4 separate regions of the Mus musculus genome follow, and regions 2, 3 and 4 are each linked to region 1. The links are chromatin contacts, called in public Hi-C and HiChIP or PLAC-seq maps. All regions are on one chromosome and are shown on one strand. The core of a region is the stretch at or near the end of the contact, and the rest is flanking DNA. Distances in the headings are between cores, read along the strand shown. Region 1 has its middle 75 kb from the start of Gm31610. Region 2 has its middle 30 kb from the start of Gm31552. Region 3 overlaps Tbl1xr1 (transducin (beta)-like 1X-linked receptor 1). Region 4 overlaps Tbl1xr1 (transducin (beta)-like 1X-linked receptor 1).

Region 1 (3,011 bases), core at 345-2,844:
AGTGAATCTGATCAAATTATACTATATGCATCAGACAATCCTTAAAGGAAACCAGTGTCATTCACCTGGTTGACCTGATTCAATGCTCTTTCTCACCAGCACCTGCTTTGCTGATGACACCAGGACCCTTTCTAGGTCCTCACCACCCCACCCCACCCCTGCTGTCCTGTGTGGCTACTTGCACCCTCACAGAGTGAAACTAGGAGGTGGTTCTTTGTGAATCACTTTTCTGTGTCCTCCAGTCTGTCCTGTGGTGAGTTTCCTTGCTGGGTGTGACCTACTGACCTACTGCTTGCAGATCACTTTCCTTGAACACTCCAGGGTGTCCTGAATGAATGGGGCCCTGGGTTAGAACAAGCTGAGATGACCAGTTGTCTCACAGAGACGGTTCTGGAATTCATGGCTTATTTTCTGAAAGATAAGAAAGAACAAGTGTCTGGCTGAAGTTTCATTGTGCTGTGTGGAGATGGAGTGTCATCTGATTGCCCACTGAAGTCCAGTGTTAGTGAGAAGCATCAGACTACTCAAGGAGATGGGGGATGCTGAAGACTGCAGAAGGAAAGGACCAGTAGGAATTGGGTTGTGGAGAGCAGTCTGGGCTCTGGGGGACATGCCTGTAATAGAGCTCCACCCCTGACCTCCACATCACAGAAGCCTTTGAGTAAGGCTTTAAGTTTGCATCTGAAAATCTTTAGCTCAGTTCTTAGCTTTCTTTATCTCTTTCGAGAAATAAATTTTCTAGACCTCTGTCCTCTCATTTGTAACCAAATATATTGGGCCAAAATGCTCTTAATTCTAAAGTTCTGTGGTATGTAAGTTTTTTGAAAAGTCCATAAAAGTGACTCATTAGCTAATATAGAACTGAATTGTGTGGCCACAAAGAAAATCTTTTTGTTTGTGTTTTTGAGACAGGATTCCAGTATGGACCCCTAGCTGGGATTCACTATGTAGATCTCAAGTGAGCTGCCACTTTCCTGCCTTCTGCCTCCCACGCTCTAGGATACACAGGCATGATCACTCATGCCTGGGCAAAAATAGATTTTAAACTCTCTCTCTCTCTCTCTCTCTCTCTCTCTCTCTCTCTCTCTCTCTCTCTCTCTCTCTCTCCAAAGATAAAAACAAACCAAAAGCACAGAGTGGATTTAGACACATCCTTCCTACTCAGGCGTGTTGAGGCTGTAGCTCTGGGCACAGAGGAGTGAATAGGTCAGGGCATTTCCCTGAAGCGTGGACAGACAATCTTCCACTGCTCCCTCCCTCCATCTCCATGTTCCTTGTCAGGATCTAAAAGTCAGACTGGGAGCTCACCTTTCAGGGCTGCTTCCTACACCCAAATACTCCCTAAAACCAAGAGCCTTTCCACCCTCAGCCTTGTCAAATCTTTGGCCAATTAATTAGTCCCTAACCCATTAGACCCGAACCTCACATGATGCTTTCTTCAGACAGAGTCAGGGTTCTAAAAAACTGCCCAAGCTTGAGTCTTCCTTGTATCTCTTAGTCCCCTTTCCTTAAGGATGAGGCTGCCACTGCCCCACTGTTCTGGAAGCTCATAGTATTGGCTGCTCAATTCTTTGGAAACCCAGCACAGCTTCCCCTCCCCCCAGCTGCCTTGGCAACAAAGATGAAAAAGGTTCTCAGAACAGTCCACAGCCAAGAAGGGCTCTCTGGGAGACGCTCTTCTGACAGAACCAGGCTGTTAAGACAGAGTCTATTTTCTTCATGCTTAAAATACATTGCTGTGTGTGTGAGCTGCCTCCGGGTTTGGGTGACAAGTTCTCCTATTTTTGTCACATTGCCCTGGTTTCACTGCTCTCCCACCACCCAGTGTCCTGAGAAGTCCTTCTGAGTGACAAAATGTCCCCTTTAATAAATCAAACCGTCCATGTGGGGATCACACCACTTGAAATAAGACCCTGTGGAATGTGGGCAAGCCAAGCTGTTGCTGGCACTGCAGCAGCCCCTGAGCTGGAATCTCCAGCACACATGCTTTGATTTAATTGGCCTAATGAGTCTGGGCTGGATGTGACCACATGATCAATCAGGTTCTAGTTATGAGATGTTGAAAAATGGGATTACAGTAGAGAAAAGGCTTTTGGCAAATTGACTACAGCCAGGAAGCTGAGAAGGCTTGATTTAACAATCGAATCGTTTTCCCTTTATTTTTGTCCCATCCCTTGCATGCTGATAAATCACAACAAAACTGAGGTGGGTGCCTTACTTGTATGTATTATTCATCTTGCAAGTCCCTGCTCTGTTTTGATCTAAAAATGCTTTTGTTTTTCAAACGCAATAGGTTTTGTCTTGTGTGACACTAAAAACAAAACAAAACAAAACAAAACAACAACCTCCCCACCCCAAAAAAAAAAAAAAAACCAATGAAGGTTTGCTGTCTAGAACAATGAAATGCCCTTATTAGAATCTTGTTGTCCTTGTAATAGACTGGGGAAGGGAGATAAGTGTATTTTGTATAGACGTGTACATATATGAAATCATTAGTTTGAACACTTACCTGCAAGTTTAGTTACTTATCAACCCCAGTCATTTCATTACTGTTTATATAATGAGGCCCTTGATGGGCTAGCAAGATTCTGGCATGTGGGTCCCCTCCCCCCATGTTTTTCTGTGCTTGCTCAAGGGAGGAAGGCCTTGAGTCATTTCAGGACAGAGGCTCCTTGAGCAGACATTGTTCCACTGTGGGAAATTAAGGGAACTTGGCAAGCATGGTTGGTTTTCTTCTTGACTCGTTAGGCCTGAGGGAAACACAGGTATCAGTGGCATACGGCATTCTGCTAGTCATCTCTAAAAATCTCTACAGAGAATTTTTACTTGTTATTTAACTGATCTTTGGTCAAACTTGTAAGATTGAAACAAATTTACTCAACTTTGGGAACTGGTTAACTTCTTACTGTTTAAATACATAAAGTTTTTTCCTTCATTTCCTTTGTAATGTGGGTGAGAGGTTTTATTTTATTTTAGTTCTTGCCCTGGAGCTTCCTTTCAACATTAGTGGG
Region 2 (3,011 bases), core at 201-2,700, 770 kb after region 1:
TATATGATCCTGAATAAACTTGGTTATACGGTTTGTGTGCAAAGGTTATCATAGATGCCACAAGCTAGAATTAGATATGAAAGGCTTAAGCTGACTCAAAATCGGTTATGGGAAGAAAATAGTCTGGTGAATTATTTGGTAGAAAATATTAAAACAAAGAGAATCATTTGCCAGTACTACAATGACACATCTGTGTAGTCATTTAATTAATAAATGCCTGCTTCCTATGGCACAGACACTTTTCTAAATACTGGAGTCTATAAAAGGTTTAGTAAGACAAGATCATTTTACTTAAAGAGTCTGGAGTCTAGTCAGATGGGGTATCTCATTAATAATGCAAGGCAGATTATTCCAATACCATTAGAAAAGCAGATAATTTAATCTGAGAGCAGAGACTAAGCAATACTTTTAGGACCCAAGCACAGGGGAAATTCACTGTGGCTCCAGTCATTTAAAATTTACTTCAAAAAGAGCTGTAATATCTGAGCATACAAATGCATAGAGCACAACATTCCATGTAAATAAAAGCCAGTGAGCAGTCAAGAAAGCCTAAAGGACCTTGAAAAGCAAATAAGTAATTTGAGTTCTAAGGCAGGGCAGAGGAGAGGGCTGCATCTTTGGTTTTCACTGGTAGATCCCCTAGTAGAGTGTTTATCACCTGACAAGTTCTTAATATTTTAAAAACAAATTAATGAGGAGTTAGTTGTAGTGAATATACAGTTTTTAACAATTGATTACTAACCAAAGAATATACTACTGGGGTTATGGGCATAGTTCTGTGGTAGAATATTTTTCTAGCATGTCTAGATCCTGGGTTCAAGCCTGAGACATGGTATAAAACCAAAATGATAATTTGACAGCACACACACACACACACACACACACACACACACACACACACACCACTATGCAAGTATGCAGGATGTTAGGATGTTTTCGTTTTGAAATGATTCCTTGTGGCTCTTTATTGTCTGTTTCCCTAGCCATGTATGGCCAAATCCAAGTAATCAGACTCCTTCTTGTGGTAACTTTAAATGCCTGCATTAGGAACAGACATATGGTATTCTATTTTTAGAGTTTAATAGGCATGATCTTTGAGGAAAATCTTGTAATATATTCAAAAAATGTTTGACAGAATTAATGTCATCAAAGAAATCACCGAAGTACAGAGTTCAGCCTAAGTTTCACTAGAAAACTGAAGTTAGAAGAAAGGAGTAGAAAATAGAAGGTAGGGTACTTGAAAGTATTGCTGATAAAATGGAAAGAAGATGGATTAAAAATGCAAAAATCAAAAACTTAATAGTATATGCAACATAATCAAACACATAATATTTCTGTCTTGGTCTCAGGACATGAGAGTTCTTGTTGCATTCTGTTAGTTGGACATTTCCCCTTGGAAGACTCCCCCAGGGAGTGGTGGAATGTTCCTGGCATGCAGAGAGAATTTCTAGCAGTCATATTCAGTCTAAAATATCTTTGAGCCAGTTGTTACAGCTTAAGCTGAGGCTAGAGTACAGATGAGGCCAGGCGAAAGTTTGTATTTCTGTTCAAACACACACACACACACACAAATATTTTATTGCTATTTAATACTTTTAATTACTATTTAATCAAGTTAAGAAAATTATTTATACACAATCCAATGCTATTGACCAGTTTGGTATTGGTACCATCAATAGTCCCCTGGCTAACCAAATGTATTAAAGTACTTGCCCTTTTTCATCACAGTGTTTCCCCTTTCTTCCTGTATTATCTATAACATTTTCTGTTTTCCAGCATTTTATCTGAAATAACTTTTCTGTTTGCTAATATTAGTGGCTTATTTATCTACTGATTTCCTTAATTCTATTATCATTTCACAAACCAATTTTAAGTTTATAGGCTTCGTTCATATTATTGATTGGATTTTAATATCTCTTTTAATTTTAACTTTTCTAATACTAGATAGCTTCAGTATTTCTACTGATTTCTACTGATACTTATCAATGCTCTCTTTCTGATGATTATTTGTTTTTTTCTTCTTTTGGTATGGGAGTCCTGGAGTGTCACCTAGAATAAAAGAGTCTTTCCTCCAGGGGTGAAAGCTTAAAGGAGAAAGAAAGCCATACCTTTTGAATCAAGCCAGCATGGATGTCAGTCATATGGTAAACAGCCACATGGGAGGAAAGGAATCTTAGAGAAAGAATGAGAAATCCCAAGAACACAGAGCACCAACTTAGGTTATGGCCAACATCTGAAAGAAAGACAGAAGAGAAGAAAAGAAAAAAATATGCATTTTTTTTGAGTCAGGACTCAGGATGGCACATAGGCCCTGAGCGCAATGAGATGGACATGCTGGGAAGGAAAAAGGCATCATCTTTCAAAGATCTAATTATTCCTTCTGTTTCTTCAGCAAGTATGGCTTTAGGTAAACCTGCTTTCCTGAGAGGAAGACTCTCAACCAGACGATTTACATGCTTAAATCTAAAATTCCCTAAGGGAGGAGACAATAGCATATTTCAACACAAAGGTACATTCTATTGTTTTGGCTAATAGGCAATAGCTTTCCCTTAGCAGGCCTTTAATGATGTTGTAACATTTCTTCCAAGTTGGTAAAGTGATAGGATCATATATATTCACTTTTAGGACTCCCTTTTTTCTGATATAAAAATCTGAAACTACAGTTTTCTTAAAAGAAATATTTCAGAGGTATTATACCCATACAGCTTTGCGATGCTGCTCTCATTATCTCTCATTGCAAAACATTACTTGCCCGTTTTTATTCTAGTTTGATATTTTTCTCATGTTATGAAATTTATTTATATATATTGAAATTTTAAAAATACAGTTCTATACACTTATATCTGTTTGAATTTTTAAACTTTTTTTCACTGTGGTCAGTTAACATATTCTGTGTAGGTTTAATGACAAGTTGTACATGTCTGTGTTAATCATAATCTACAATTAGGAGATTCTATGATTTCAATTAAAAGACCCATAAATCTAGGGGTATAATAATAAGTTATTTGGAG
Region 3 (3,011 bases), core at 210-2,709, 580 kb before region 1:
TTCTTATAAAATTCAGTTTAAAAGTAGACACTATAATCCCAGTTCCACAGAACAAAGTCACAGTGACCACTGACATCTGCTGGGAGATGGGATGACAGTGGGGAATGGTGTGCTGTCCAGGCAGCACTGTGGCCCATCAGGAACGCAGGATGGGTGGGGGAAGCTGCACTGGAGGCCGGAGCCCTTATCAAGTATCCAAAACAATGTTGTCACCTAAACTGAGCATCAATAAACCAGCAATAATGCCCCACCCATCTGCATGTCTAACCACTCCATCTTTCTATCTTTCCACACAACATTTCTTGGGTAAAATACTGAACCAGCCCATTCCAGTTAGTTTCCCTCTTTCCAGGGCTCTTTTCCTTCCTTGGCATCAGTGAGAATTTTCCTCACTACACCTACAGATATACTTAATGGGAGTTCTACTGGTTATCTCTCCTCAACACCCTTTAGTTTTTTATTTAACTTTTCTTTAGACTATAGATCCTTAAGGTAAATATCACTTAAATAGTTAAGTATAAAACTGTTTCTATGGCATCAAGAGCAAGTTCATCTTCAGTAAAAAGCAGACAGAGAGCCAGGAAGCAGAGGCAGGCAGATTTCTGAGTTCGAGGCCAGCGTGGTCTACAAAGTGAGTTCCAGTACAGCCAGGGCTATACAGAGAGACCCTGTCTGTCGGGGGGGGAAAAAGCAGATAGACACAGCTGTGTACAGGTAGTTTAACCTAAACGAAAGGATTTCCTAGCAACACACTGAAGGCCATATCACAATTCTAAGATGAAGGATCGTATTTGCTTATGGCCACCTAAGTGCTGTGCAGCACATTTAAAAAGCAAATCACAAAAAAGAAAAAGAAAAAAAAAGAGAAAACTTTAAACTTGTAAGACACATACTTGCAGAGAAGTTAACTAACACTACAGATGTGCTTTAATCACAGGACAAATGAGACCCAAGCTGCAAACCTGTGTCCTGCACATCATCTGCCCTTTACTTTACATTTGCTTTCTAGAGACACAGTCCTGTCTGCTCTGCAGCCCAGGTTCCAGCACTTGTGCACTATAGCACTTTAGGACTGGTTCTCCATCAGCTTCTCCTCTACCTTGGCCTTCAGTCCTCTGTCGCTGCCTCCACAAGGCACGGACATTCCGGTACTGGAAATGCACTTGCAAAGACGTTCTTCCCTCAAACCTAGCCCCACTCCTTCCTGGACTGTCCCTTGACCACTCATGGAGAGGGTGCTCCCATAGCTGTCTAGCATGCCTCCCCAGCCTTTTCTGCCATCAAGGCTTATCTGCTCGCTCAGCTTGCTATTCTTCCATAAGTAAGAATAGCACCTGGAAGATATGTAGTCCTTGGATTCACTGCTCTAACAGTACAGGTGTGGGATCTAGGCACAGACCAAACACAAGGGCTGAAGAGGCAGTGGCTGGCTGCTATTCTCATGACAGCCTTTTCACACAACTTCCAGAAGGTGGCAGGGACAGACTGACTGACATTCCACTAACAGAAACTAAAGTACACCTCATGAATTCCAAAGCTGACTTTATAGATTGTTAAGGTTCATTCAGTCTCCAAACAAAATAGCTCTGTTTTTAAGCTACTATCAGCATTTACCTAAAGTGAACAGCGCAATAATCTTAGGAAAGGCCTTTAGCATAGACACTGGGACTAAGCAAATATCTTCCAAGTAGTGCTTTTTAATGTAGTTAGGCTTTTTATTTTATTTATGAAAAAAAATAACACAATTATTTTGACTAGATCTAACAATAAATTCATTTGGCCCACTGATTCAAAAATGTGGCTCCTGCCCCAGGAAAAGTGCAAACCCAACAACCATCTAGTCTACAGGCCTTAGTTCAGTAGCCTGTGCAACAGTGTAACAAGACTGCCATGAGTTTCTATTCTCTGTGGAAATTCTGGAAGTCACATTTAGACCTGAGGAAAAATTAAAATCTTACTAGAGCTAATTGTGTTCGTTAAGATAGACATAGCTGCAGTTCACCCCAGCTCTATAAATAAAAGGTGAAAAAGATTTTATTAAATGAATTCCTAGGGAAAACGTCACAGAATTCCAAGTGGCCCTAGTACATGATTTCCAAGATGATAAATGGACCAATTCCAAATGGGGCCAATTTTAAAGGAGCTATATACTAAATCAGTTCCACCAGATCCTTCCTCATTTGCTGATTAAAAAAACAACAAGAAAAATATATCAATTATCTTCTTTGCATGTCCAGCAATCCTCCAGTGTAGAAGAAAGCCTTTGAAACAGTGTACACTATGCTGAGCTGATAGCCAGTCATACACACACATGCACACACATGGGTGCACACTCACAATTGTTCGAACCCTCCCCCAACACACACAGTGCTACAGACACACACACACACACACACACACACACACACACACACACACACACGCAGCTTACCAGACACCAAGCATACGATGAGGTGAGGGTAGCTCCCCCTGCAGGAAGATCTGAGAAGCAGCCTGGTCTCAGCTGCAGTCAGAAGCCTCCCCATCCTCTGTCCTTGCTTTCACTTCCATTGTTACTCAAGTTACTTGGGGAAACTGGAGCCAAAGGGTTGTAAATTATGACCTTACTTTTCCTAAAACTGGACAATTTTCAAGACCACACATCCATACAAAGATACTTAAGCACCCAGTAACAACCTTCAGCTGAGTTAGTCTCATTGTGCATGATGCAACTGTACCTTCCATTAAACAAAAAAATAAACCACCATGCAGAAATACAGCAAAAGGTTACCAATGATTTCAAAATTCATCAGCTCAAATTCAATTGCAGCACAGTTTCTAAATTAAAGAGTGAGTCAAGTTTGTTATTAGTTACCTCTCAGCATTTGGGAGGTAGGATCGGGAGGATCATGAGTTCAAGGCTGGCCCCATCACATGAGACCCTGTCAAAACAAAATTAACAAGGCCAAAGTTTAGTTGTATAAGTTTTAGGTTTGAGCCAGGAATGCTGGCATACACCCATAACTCACGGT
Region 4 (3,011 bases), core at 371-2,870, 530 kb before region 1:
GGAAAACTTCAATCTATGCAAAGTCAAATGCTGAAGATAACAGGAATTTAAAACAGAAAAATGGGACATTCAAAACCCATAAAAACCGAGGAGGCTGATTCCATGACAGACTTCAAATTGGCAGTTACGGAGGCTAGGCCTGGGGCTGGGGAGATGGCTCAGCAGGTACTGACTGCTCTTCCATAGGTCCTGAGTTCAAATCCCAGAAACACATGATGGCTCACAACCACCAGTAATGAGATCTGACTCCCTCTTCTGTCATGTCTGAAGTCAGCTACAGTGTACTTACCTAAAAAGAGACTAGACCTGAATCTGTTTCCAAGATCTGGGCAACTCCAGGTCTGTCACCTGGCCTGAGGCAAGGACAGCAGCGGTTTCCAGACATCTCCTAAGAAGTTTCCAGCCAACAGATTACCATAAGGGTCACTGACCCTGGAAGTTACTAATGTGCTTTAAACCAGACCTGCAAGGTTCCGGTATTGGGAAACCCCAGCATGTTGGACTTCTACAAAATAAAACACTCTGTGTTTACATACTATTTGAGTCCAGGGTATCATTCTTTAGCGAATATGGAACCTTACACAACTTTAAAACAAACATTACCAAAATCAATGATCCAAATTAAGACACTAATAAAAATTTTAGTGGCTAACTTCTCATGAGAAAAATGTTTAATTTCAGGTAGAAAAACAAAAACCAGACTGTTTGAGACTGCTGAACAAGACTTGAGCAGAATCCAATCCCAGGGGTACCAATGCAGTAAAAGACAAAAAGCCTGGAGCCCTTAGAGTACTCCCAATACAAGGGAGGCAGAAGCTGAGGCAGGGGCATAAATGCAAGTGTGAGGGCAAACTAGTCTTCATATCGTTTTCCAGGCCAGCAGGACTATAGTGTGGGGCACTCTCCTAAAAAGGCAAAATGGGGTGAAAGGGGAGACACTGAAAAGCTGGTCGGCCAAACATCCCTGAAGAGTAAGCAAGAACTCAGTAGCCTCCTGAGCTGCTCCGGTTCATGAGCTCTACTGTTGCTGCTCAGGCAAAACAAGAACCAGGAGGACAGGGTGCAGAAGCCAGAGCAGCTGTCTTGTTACAGCCACTCAACTTCCCTGTTTTCCACACCCTGAGCCATTCTTTTGAGCTTGTCCTCAAATTTCCACGCTACTTAAACCCATGAGATATATGTGGTATTTTGCAAGGAATGGAAGTCAGTAAATTAAATGATTCCAAACTTTCCTTTATTCCTGAACTCAGCAGCTTTCATTCCACTATCCACACTGACACTTGAGCCCTCCTCAGGCAGCTTCAAACCACAGCCAGTACGTAACACCATGTACACAGGTGTCATGTCCTACGTGCATGTGGGCAGAGTGCCACTGTGCACAAGTGCAGGTCAGAGGACAGCTTCACCAAGTCCTTTCTCTCATTCCAACATGGCATTCTTATGGACTCAGACTATGAGTCTTGGAGGAAAGCGACCTTACCTCACTGGCCGACGTCATGTTTGCTTAAAGTTAATAGTAAACTACTTGGGGGGGGGGGGGAACACCGCACTTCTCAACTTGTAGAAATCATCTATGCCACTTTGTCAAAACAAAGGGAGCAACCTACCAGGGTACCCATCCAGAAGTCTGAGTCATTTGACAAACACAAAAAAGATAAAGGAGCCATGAAGCTCGCCAGCCTGTGCTGCACAAGAGCTGACCCAAAAAGCAAAGAGATTGAGAATTAACAAGTTCAAAAACACATCCACAAGCAAGCAGAGTGCAGCCTCAGGGGTCAAGTTACACACCCAAAGGGACAGGAGGCTACAAGAGGAAGAGCCCAAAGGAACAAATTCCTCCTGACTGCCACACAGAGCAACACCAGGGCAAAGTGCCAGAACACACTTCTCAGTGCAATTTCCTTCCTAATTAAAATTTACTGGTGAATTTTTAATTCTTTGAAAATATCAGTGAAGTACTGTGGCAATCACTTTAGTTCATTTGTAAACTAGAAACCCTGTTTCTCAAATGCAGATCTGGTTCTGAAGAAATAATCAAAACATTCCTTTCTGACGATTATTTGAAAACACCAGATCTTGACAGCTCAGTTAACTTCTACACATCCCTCTACTCCACACATCTCCAGTAGTTTTGGATTATCTAGGAAGTATGCATCAGTAGCTAAGGTCATGTCCAGCTCACAAGCGTGAGAGCCACTTCTATTTCTTTCTCCCAACTCTAACCCTCTCTTTCCTCTTCCATCTGTTTTGTTTCCACTCAGAACCATGAAATGAAAGAGCTCTGCCATCAGTCAACATTCAACACAGACCCAAAATGAAAGTGAAGTTCCTTCCATGACACAGCAAGTGACTTCAAAAGTCAGCAGGAGACAGAATGCATGACTTGTGCACTGCATAGCCTCAAAGCCTTACACGTGCACCGCAGTGAAAGGAAAGACCACCTGAGGTATATGGTGGACCAAGAGCTCACATAAGACCAGAACCAAAGAGAAATGGTTTAGTGAGGATCCAGATTACAAAGAACAGGGAGTCAAGAACCAACACAGAAGACCAGACAATGATTCAATCAGCTATAACTAGTAACCTCAGATCCAAGTCTTCTTTACCCTGGTTTTGGGAATATTCCTGGTTTTAACAGCATATCTGAGCTGTTCCAACCTCCCATCCCACACCCCAAAAAAAAAGATTCCATAGGTGGCCCTACCTTCAAAACAGGACACCCAAGCAGAACCTGATAATCTTATACTTTGAACACCATGAGTCAGAGGAGCAAGGAAGTGCTAGACCAACCTCTTTTCTGGGCCTATATGACCTTCAAAGAGACAAGGTTCTGGAAGGACCAGAAATACTCACTTCATTTAGAAAGCCTCACCAATTCAGTATGAGCAGAGTCTGCAGTTTGAACTTGATCAGGGGCTCCAAGGGAAACACTTGTAAGACAGGCGTCCTCAGGAAGGCCCTACCTGGTTACAAATAAACAATTAAATCAACGACATGTCTGCAGACATCTA

Evidence for each region. A called contact is a pair of places that touch in the nucleus more often than the background predicts. HiChIP or PLAC-seq counts read pairs in DNA pulled down with a chosen protein or histone mark.
Region 2: a contact with region 1 is called in a Hi-C map of myocytes, with 4 times the contacts expected there. The contact joins two enhancer-like sites.
Region 3: a contact with region 1 is called in an H3K27ac HiChIP or PLAC-seq map of heart atrium, with 7 times the contacts expected there. The contact joins two enhancer-like sites. A contact is called at or near these places in 1 of 484 Hi-C or Micro-C datasets (embryonic fibroblasts) and 3 of 115 datasets of contacts at active chromatin or transcription factors (astrocytes, cardiomyocytes and heart atrium).
Region 4: an H3K27ac HiChIP or PLAC-seq map of heart atrium shows a contact between it and region 1, with 6 read pairs. The contact joins two enhancer-like sites. A contact is called at or near these places in 2 of 484 Hi-C or Micro-C datasets (cortical neurons and embryonic fibroblasts), 2 of 115 datasets of contacts at active chromatin or transcription factors (embryonic basal ganglia and heart atrium) and 1 of 9 other capture datasets (embryonic stem cells).

What each region holds. Positions count from the first base shown.
Region 1 is chr3:21,563,269-21,566,279 of GRCm38.p6, reverse strand. No RefSeq gene overlaps it. Among named protein-coding and RNA genes, the nearest start is that of Gm31610, 75 kb to the right of the region's middle. Within about 2 kb of position 1,594, at least 151 of the 459 cell types and tissues checked have an H3K27ac peak or open chromatin away from gene starts, as enhancers often do. A contact at or near this core is called in heart atrium and myocytes, where this site is marked.
Region 2 is chr3:20,791,135-20,794,145 of GRCm38.p6, reverse strand. No RefSeq gene overlaps it. Among named protein-coding and RNA genes, the nearest start is that of Gm31552, 30 kb to the left of the region's middle. Within about 2 kb of position 1,450, at least 10 of the 459 cell types and tissues checked have an H3K27ac peak or open chromatin away from gene starts, as enhancers often do. A contact at or near this core is called in myocytes, where this site is marked.
Region 3 is chr3:22,142,914-22,145,924 of GRCm38.p6, reverse strand. The region is part of intron 1 of Tbl1xr1 (transducin (beta)-like 1X-linked receptor 1); the gene reads right to left. Among named protein-coding and RNA genes, the nearest start is that of Tbl1xr1, 68 kb to the right of the region's middle. Within about 2 kb of position 1,459, at least 11 of the 459 cell types and tissues checked have an H3K27ac peak or open chromatin away from gene starts, as enhancers often do. A contact at or near this core is called in heart atrium, where this site is marked.
Region 4 is chr3:22,089,365-22,092,375 of GRCm38.p6, reverse strand. All of the region lies in intron 1 of Tbl1xr1 (transducin (beta)-like 1X-linked receptor 1), which reads right to left. Among named protein-coding and RNA genes, the nearest start is that of Tbl1xr1, 14 kb to the right of the region's middle. Within about 2 kb of position 1,620, at least 133 of the 459 cell types and tissues checked have an H3K27ac peak or open chromatin away from gene starts, as enhancers often do. A contact at or near this core is called in heart atrium, where this site is marked.